3 separate regions of the Mus musculus genome follow, and regions 1 and 2 are each linked to region 3. A link is a contact called in public Hi-C data. All regions are on one chromosome and are shown on one strand. Each heading gives the region's core, a stretch centred on a gene start, on an enhancer-like site or on the middle of the called end of the contact. The rest is flanking DNA. Distances are from core to core; before and after follow the strand shown. Region 1 overlaps Elp4 (elongator acetyltransferase complex subunit 4). Region 2 holds the start of 4930527A07Rik (RIKEN cDNA 4930527A07 gene). Region 3 overlaps Pax6os1 (paired box 6 opposite strand 1).

Region 1 (2,783 bases), core at 271-2,770, 200 kb after region 3:
ACACCAAACTCAAACTGTCAGACTTAGCAGAGACCTCTTCCATGGCAACAGTTCTTTAAGAATAAGAATACTTTCTTATTTATTTAAGAATAAAAGATAAATTTAGAAGTCCATTGGAGTCCACTTACAAGATACTTATAAATGATTTGTAAAGGCAGCCATGGCTTTACTTGGTATAGCTGGTAATATTCTGGCATTGAATAAATGCGGTGTTACCAGATGGAAACATTTCTCTCCAGACAAATGTTTTGCATTATTCACTTCAGTAGCTTCAAAGCTCTAGCATATTAACATTATCAACTAATTTTAAAAGTTTTTAATTAAGATAAAAATGTAAACCTCTTTAGTTTTTAAGAGATAGGGTTCTTTGTTCCCTTTTTAAAATCAGGAAATAACACTTTCTTTAGTATTTGCCAAATAGCATGGGTGAGTTTTATCCAATGAAGAACTGGGGTAAAAACTGTTATCATTCGAAGACAGTAACTATGTGATAAAGATACTGACTACAAATATCAAGTCACCAACTGCCAATGACAATAAATAAAGACATGCTGCAGTCTAGTTTCACGTTTGAAATCTGATCTGAGAAAGGTTAACCAACGCAGGCACTGACTGATGTTCTTAAGCAAATGCAGGAGATTTTCCTTCCCGCATTATCACAGGGAAAGAAACATTTTACGTTGTCTGTGTTGAAAAGTCCCCTAGAGAGTGTAGATTATGAAACACTGATAAAAAAATTGCAGTAAAAAAGAGAGAGAGTAAATATTCTTTGAAAAAAAAACTATGAAAAGGGTATAGGAGAATAACCTTCCATTTTAATACCAAGTGTTTACTTCCTGACAGTTTTAGGTAAAAGTGTTTTTAATCTATTTAAAAATACAAATCAAGGATAAGTTATCATGGGTTGTATGAGAAGTATACAAGTAATAGAAAATATATTTTCTTTTCATTTTGCTAACAAAACTGTATTTAGGCACAAAACTAAGCTTTTATTTCCAGAAAGAAATATTACTGATTCTCATTTTTTTACAAGCACACACTATCACTGGGATTAAAAAAAAAAGTATAAAATGTTTACATAATTTTGAGATAGATAACAAATCTCACCAATAGTTAAGACAAATGCTACTTACAGATCAGAAAGAAATGATGGTGTTATAGCTGACTAGATATAGAAATTAAAATGTCCCATTTTACAATACTTTATGCTCACTATGCCAAAAATAATGTTGCTAAAGGCATGGCATGGGATAGTCACTCATTCCCAAGAGTAAGCAGGGCCGGAGGAGTGCTCCTTGTACTCAGAGGATAATAACCACTCACATAGAGATTTATACATAAAGATTTAAAGTCTTCGTATAATATAACATGTAGAAGAATAGAAGAGGGCTTAGTTAAGAGGGCTTAGTTCCTTTTCTTAGATATAAGCTTTTTTTTTTTTTTCCAGTTCATGATAACATCGCCTCAACAAGAGTCGGGACAGTTATGCTGTGAGAACCTGAGCATCTGCTGTTATTATCGCCGAGGCCTGTCTACTTCCCGAGTCTGTGAGACCACATGCTCGGCTGTCCTCTCATCTTGCCATCCTCACCAATTAACTATTAACGTGGAGGGCTGTACACATGCTCTCAGGGGCTCTTTAACAGGCTTCTTGGCGAGTGGAACAACTACTCAGCAGGGATGTGGGAACTAAGTAACGCTGGGAGAGAGGGCACTACGGTGGCTCTGCCCCTAGTCACACTCATAGTTCAGTGTGGAAAAGAACCACACTCAATGGAGCCATCTTCACATATATTTTAAGACAGGGTCTTGGGACAGATACTAAACTATATTCTAGTATAAGAGTTATGAGTAATAATACTACAATTTTATAGGGAAAACTACTTAAAACTACATGTCTGTCTGAAGACATTCATAATATGCCTCCTAAATAGTTTCAGTCCTTTTAAACAGGTATTTAGAACTTATTTTTATACATTGACTTCAAAGCACACTTGTCAGCTTCTATTGTATTATTATAGAAATAACCTTAAATCAAATCAAATAAAACATTTCAAGTTTAAAGTTGTAAGACTTTATGTAAGAACACAAAATAATTCAAATAGAAACTTTAAAAATCACCTTTGTTCACTCTGCTTATAAGTATCATTACAACAATAAGTTGAAATCAGTTTTGAATCTATTATTTTCCCTATTTTAACTTCTCCCCCTCTTTTGCAATTTCCTTAACTATGTGTTCCTTCCCTACAATGAAATTAAACATGGGAAGCATGCCAAAAGTACAATAAAGGGTAACTAATCATTACTGTACAAGTCTGACAGAATGCTAATAACTGAGACAAGAGCACTGATTGGCTGTTTCACTACTCCAAGAGATGAAAATATTTTATATACCCTTAGTCTTGTGCTAATTTAAAGATGGTTAATTATATGACAAAAATTCCAAGGATATGAAATAACATTTTTTTCCCTAACAGAAACAATTATTAACACCAAAGCTCAAATATCCAACACATAACACACACACACTTCCCACACCAGACCAAAAAAAAAAAAAAAAAAAACCTTCAAAACACCCAGTATAACAATAACTAACAAAACCCTTACCACTACCAACGAAACAAAACAAAACTAACAAACATTAAACAAATAAACCCCAAACCCAAACCACCAGCATTCATACTGTTTTTGTTTTATTTTATCCTATCTTCAACATCCCTGAGGTGGTGACTTTGTTATGTTTTATCCATAGATACCTATCACGATGCTTCCGGTATTTGAAT
Region 2 (2,730 bases), core at 53-2,552, 130 kb before region 3:
TGACCCAAACCCCTGACATAGACATATTATAAAGCAGAGACACTGGCACTTTGAAACTGGCTCGGAGAACCCAGAGTTGTATGGTGTCTGACACAGGCATGGCTTGTACTCCTGTTTGCCTTAGTTCGGGGCGGGTACTTCTTTACAGAGCTGGATGCAGAACGGCAGCCTTACCCTTTGCTAACTCCTTTCTTTGTCTTATTAAGAGATGGTTTTAACATACCACTCTTAAAAAGTTACTCCCTGGAGACTTTCTTCAGACAAACTCCAGCGTTCATTTTGAACAAGAGTGGAACAGTTGTGGATGAGGGGGCCATGTCTTGTCTGATGGGAAAGCCAGCTTTCTTTTCTCCATCAACTCCAGTATAGTTTTCTTCTCTCTAGAACCCTAGAACTCTTGAACTCTCTGGGGTACTGATGTGTCATTCTGCAAAGTGCAGACTTACAGCCAACCCCTAATCCCAGGAGCAGCTTCACCAAAAGCAGGAAGGAGGACACAAGGGGGAAGGAAATCCTGACAGAGCCTCCATTTTCTACTCTATATGAGCATGAACTCCAGAGAGAGAGAGAGAGAGAGAGAGAGAGAGAGAGAGATTTAACACTGAAATGGAGTAAAAGCAATCAACCAGGCCCAGGTCCAGAGCTTTGAGTCAAACCTTGAGTTACATTTTGTAATCCACCCAGCTGATTTTATTCATACTTTCATTGTGCAGATATGGACGGCCCGAAGAAAGATACCCAAGTACTCAACTTGGGAACCACCACAATGGGAGAATGTGCGACAGAGAGATAGGAAAGAGACAATGGAGAAAGGGTAGAGAAAGTAGAGCTGAGGGGGTTGTGTACTCTGGAGAAAGGTGGAACTGGAGACGACAGTGGTGGGCAACAGGCAGCTTTAGGAACCTGCACAACGGCCTGAGGACATGGTGATGCCTTGGCTTGGACTTTGGCAAAGGGCCATGTTTGGATCTGTGCTCCTGTGGCAGCTGGGGTCTGAGTTATCACCAAAGGCCATGCTGATGTCCGTGGTCTGGGCTGCCACTGGAGATCATGTGGATGTCTGAGGGCCTTGGTGCTGTAGGGGGGCATGCTCATCTGAGTGACCTGCTCTGACACCTGAGTCCATGGTGACAGCAGGGTCCATGCTGCTGCCTGGGACCATGTCAGGATCTAGAGTCCCATCACAGCCAGGGTCTGTGTTGGTGCCTCAGGTTCATGTTATCACCAAAGGCTATGCAGATGTCCCTGGGCTGGGCTCCTGAGGCACTGTGCTAGACTGGCCCCGCCCCTTGCCTGGGTGACACAATAGAGCTGACCCTGGTGTGAGGGTCAGGTGAGCTGGCCAAGGGTATGCGCATGGGACAGTTGGCCCTGCCCCTTGCCAGCTGTGATTCGAGGGCAAGCTAGCTGGGGCAGTACTAGACAGCTCGACAGGGTGGTACTGGTGCAGGAGAGCTGGTGGGCTGACCGACTCAGCTACCAACCAGGCCCAGATTCAGGGCTTTGAGTCAGCCCACCCCAACATCTACCCCATCTATGAACTGCTGGGTGGTGTGAAAAGCCCAGTCCTACAGATCCAAAGCTGCAGGATCTCCATGACACAGGGCAATAATAACAGGGTGACTAGGGGGAGTCTCCATGAAGATCTAGTACTGATGATGTAGCAGAAGCCAGATGCCTCCGACCAGAGCAGTGACTCCTTGCAATGAACACTTGTAAGTAAAGATGTGTGGACAGAAGGGTGTACTGTGGGCTACGCTGTGACAAGTTTGTTTGTTTTTTTTTAAATTCTATCCTATATTTGGTGGGGGAGGGAGAGGATGCAAGGGCAGGGGGTGTATAAGAAGGGACAGGGATATGAGTGGGGTTGGTGTGTGTGATTCACCAAAGAATCAATAGAAGGGTTTTTTTAATGTGTACTTCAAAGCTATAACTGAGTCTTGACAGTTATGTGCAGGAGTATTTTGCCTCCAGGAAGCAGACTCTTATCACCCACTACCTTCTCCCACACAGGGGACCAAAAACTGACATCATTCCTCCTGGGAAGACACTTCCTGCTCTGAGCTTCTTCAGGCCATTGGAATGGTTATATTATTTTTATTGTGAATTTTTATTTGGCTTAGTTTGAGGCAGAGTCTCGTGGACTAGCCCTGAACTGCTGATCCCCCTGCCTCGACCTCCCCTCCTGAGAGCTTGGATTATAAGCATCTGTCACCATGCCAAGCTAGAATGGTTATTTTTAAACTGCTCTTTTTTTTTTTTTAAAAGCATATATCCAGATTTGTTGCACCTACTTATAATATGAATTTAAAACAGTTTGTGATCAAATGGCAATTTTAATTTGTCTTGATTCATGTGAAAGTAATTTAAATTCACATTAGTATGCTGGAAACTGATCATTAACACTTTTTAACTGATTTTGTAAACACATTTGGCTTCCAAAATAAACATAAACAGGAAAGAGGAGGGCTTGGCGGAGCTGAGGCATGAAGGCACGCACCCATTGAAGGATCCTTAGCAGAAAACGCAAAGCCATTTGAGAGTTATTTCATCAGCCACTCACTTCATGAAAAATCTGCAAGAAAAATGTGAATAATTTCAGATTTGCCTGGTGGGGAATTTCAAACTGCAGGGTTGTATGTGTGCCTATCACGGCTCATTGCAAATCATTAAGACGGGGTGGGAGGTGCAAACTAACTAATGTTTCATAAAGCAGAAGGAATACGGCAT
Region 3 (2,700 bases), core at 87-2,586:
AAATGGGCTCCCGAGGGATGCTTCTTTAATCTAAGTAGTGGGATTTGGGGTTCTTTGAAGATCAAACTCAAGTTTGCATTGAACTTACTCAACGTATCCAATCTCTACAAAGTGGATAAAAACTGCTTTTTGCTTTTTGCTTTTTTTTTTTTTGCTTGTTTTATGTCTGTGGAGCATAAGGGACTCATATTTGTTAGGCACAAAAACTGACACTGGGTGTTTTTGTGAAGATGTGGGGGCGAGAAGAAGGATCTCTTCCTCCAACAAGCGATCTTCACTGAACACCTGTCCTGTGCCTGCTCCAGGATCCAGGGGAAGAAGGCCTGTGTGTGGTGGTGCTGGCCCTGCCTCAGGAAGTCCCTGCATCCATCCTGACCTTTACCAGAAGGTGCAGTGGGAAAGGATTGATACCGGAAGAAGGGGCCTGCTTCATACACTAAGACCTTGGGAATTAGAAATACCATAATTGGCTTTGGATTCAGCTCAGATAGCTAGAGTAGCTAGCAGACATGAAGTCCTGGGCTTTCCAGAACTATATAAAATGGTGTCACAAGCCTATAATCCCAGCCTTCAGGAGAAGGTGGCAAAAAATTAGAAGTTCAGAGTCATGTTCCACTATGTGGTGAGTTTGAAGCTGTCCAAGGCTACATGAGATCCTGCCTCATTTTAAAGGGATGGGGAGGGGGGGTTGGGGCTGGTGTGGTGGCAAGCATGTGTCATCCCAGATCTAGAGAAATGGAGATAGGCAGGTCCCTTGGGCTCACTGGCAAGCTTGCCCAGACTATCTGCAATCTCCTGATTCCAGTGAGAAGCCTACCTGAAAAGAAAGAGAGCAAGTGAGAGAGGGAGGGAGAGGGAGGAAAGGAAGAAGAAGGAGAAGAAGAAGATAAGAAGGAAGAGGGAAAGAAGGAAGGGACAAAAAAAGGAAGAGGAATAAAGAAAAGCAACACAGTAGAAAACATCTTTTTATTCTAGCGGTTGTTCTTTCTTTCCTCTTCCTTCCCATAGTGTATGTTGGACACACCCACCCAAGGCTGCTCAACTCAGATTTGAATGATTCTGATGGAGGCCTGCAGTCCCCATGGCTGCCCAGTTCATGTCCAGTGCATCCCCAGCCATCAGCAAGTGCAGAGAGAACACTCTTTGTGACCCAAAAGTGCCAGCTTTTCCATGGGTGCTCTGCCTGAGTCTGACAGAAAACAAAATGGGAATTAGACACGTGTGGTGGTTTCAGCATGAGACAGTTACTCGGTTTAATGCCAAATACAAACAGAGAAGAAGGGAAGTGTGTTTGCCAAAGGGAGCCCTCCCCACGGGCTCTGGCCTGGCCCCAGACTGGTTGACAAAGAGCCACAAAGATGGCAGGGTCAGAGCACAGCAACCGAATTCCTGTGTGGCTCACGAGGAGCAAGAGATTTGGCCTCCACAAAACCAGCCTGGTGGCCGTGAAGGATCCTTTCATGCTGGAGTCTGTCCGTTGCCCTTCTTGCTTTTAAGTCCTCCCACTTTGCTCGACATTAAAGACTTTGATCCTCGATGTCAGACCTTCCTTTTAAATGCATCTTCCTTGTCTCAATATGCCATCTAACGCAGCAACTGCGGGTAACATTTCAGTGCAAGATAGAATTCAGCTCCTCAGTCACCCTTGCCACACTGCAAGGACCCCCGTGCGGGACAACACAAAATACAGACCTATCAGGCAGACCTGGTCTACTCCAGGAGCACTTTAACCTTGGCTTTCTTGATAGGTACAGAGGAAATGCGTGAGTATTTAAGCCAGGCAGAACTCTAATCCCAGCCCCCCATTTTAGCAAAGCCTGGACTGGGTGGACCTGTCATTGCACTGCCTCTTCCAAATGCCTCTTGTCACATGCATCTCTGTTCCTGGTTGGCGCCTTGGATCTGAGTCACTGCTGTTTCCCTTTCCTTCCAGCCAGGAAGTTCCTGGGGTACATACAACTCAGCTCGATGTACGCATGCACAGCACAGGGCTCTGCTAACAGCAGGACTTCAGCGTTCAGGAAATCACCTCTGTGGCGTGGGTGGCAATTCATGGTCTTCTTGCTGCTTCGGGGAAAGACTTGCAACTTGAACAGCTAAAAGGCTGCTTTAAGGGTCATCTAGATCATGTGTATTACTGCATGCTTACTGAAGAGTTAACCACGGATCGGGCGCTGTGCTGTGTTTATCCGCACTGAGTCTTCAAGTAAACATGAGTTTCACTTGCTAGTTTGCAGATGAAGAAACTCATTCAGAGAGGCTGAGTGATAACCCTTTGGGTACACAATGAAAGGCACAGTTGGTCTGGCTCCAAGCGATTCCTGAGACAGACTGGGCACTATACTAGGTTGCTTCCAATGTGGGCACTTAGAGGGAACAGTTCTTTCCTGGGGTACAGGCTCTGCTACCACCCTCATTCTGAAGCTGCAAGTGTTGAACCATAAATACCAACAAGATGATGCAAAGATGTTAAAGATGGGTGGAATGTGATCTGGGGCTCAAACATAACTTCCCAAACCCATCTCTCTCTCCATCCTGGGAATTTGAACCCAGAACCTAACAGTTCCTGGACAAGTGCTGCCCTGCTAAGCTACTTCCCCGGCCTTCTAAATCAGTTTTCAAAGCCAAAAACACGCAATCAGGCCTTCTTCTCCCAAAATATATGTGTGCAATTACTTAGGCTTAGCGGTTTCTCTTCGA

Evidence for each region. Hi-C and Micro-C count contacts between places; a contact is called where the count stands out from the background.
Region 1: a contact with region 3 is called in a Hi-C map of cerebellum, with 4 times the contacts expected there. The contact joins two enhancer-like sites. A contact is called at or near these places in 1 of 39 promoter capture datasets (embryonic stem cells), 2 of 15 datasets of contacts at CTCF or cohesin (embryonic stem cells and pro-B cells), 27 of 484 Hi-C or Micro-C datasets (the AML12 cell line, the G1E-ER4 cell line, the HPC-7 cell line and 11 more), 5 of 115 datasets of contacts at active chromatin or transcription factors (differentiating embryonic stem cells, embryonic stem cells and stem cell-derived neural progenitor cells) and 2 of 9 other capture datasets (embryonic stem cells and pancreatic islet).
Region 2: a Hi-C map of cerebellar granule neurons shows a contact between it and region 3, with 2.1 times the contacts expected there. The contact joins the promoter of 4930527A07Rik here to the enhancer-like site in region 3. A contact is called at or near these places in 13 of 484 Hi-C or Micro-C datasets (the G1E-ER4 cell line, the HL-1 cell line, the MC3T3-E1 cell line and 8 more).

Annotation. Positions count from the first base shown.
Region 1 is chr2:105,803,136-105,805,918 of GRCm38.p6, forward strand. The region is part of intron 7 of Elp4 (elongator acetyltransferase complex subunit 4); the gene reads right to left. Among named protein-coding and RNA genes, the nearest start is that of Elp4, 100 kb to the right of the region's middle. Within about 2 kb of position 1,521, at least 8 of the 459 cell types and tissues checked have an H3K27ac peak or open chromatin away from gene starts, as enhancers often do. A contact at or near this core is called in cerebellar granule neurons and cerebellum, where this site is marked.
Region 2 is chr2:105,475,141-105,477,870 of GRCm38.p6, forward strand. It overlaps 4930527A07Rik (RIKEN cDNA 4930527A07 gene), which reads left to right and starts at 1,303. Exons shown (of 3, transcript NR_166134.1): 1 at 1,303-1,715.
Region 3 is chr2:105,607,030-105,609,729 of GRCm38.p6, forward strand. All of the region lies in intron 1 of Pax6os1 (paired box 6 opposite strand 1), which reads right to left. Among named protein-coding and RNA genes, the nearest start is that of Gm35946, 3.1 kb to the right of the region's middle. Within about 2 kb of position 1,337, at least 16 of the 459 cell types and tissues checked have an H3K27ac peak or open chromatin away from gene starts, as enhancers often do. A contact at or near this core is called in cerebellar granule neurons and cerebellum, where this site is marked.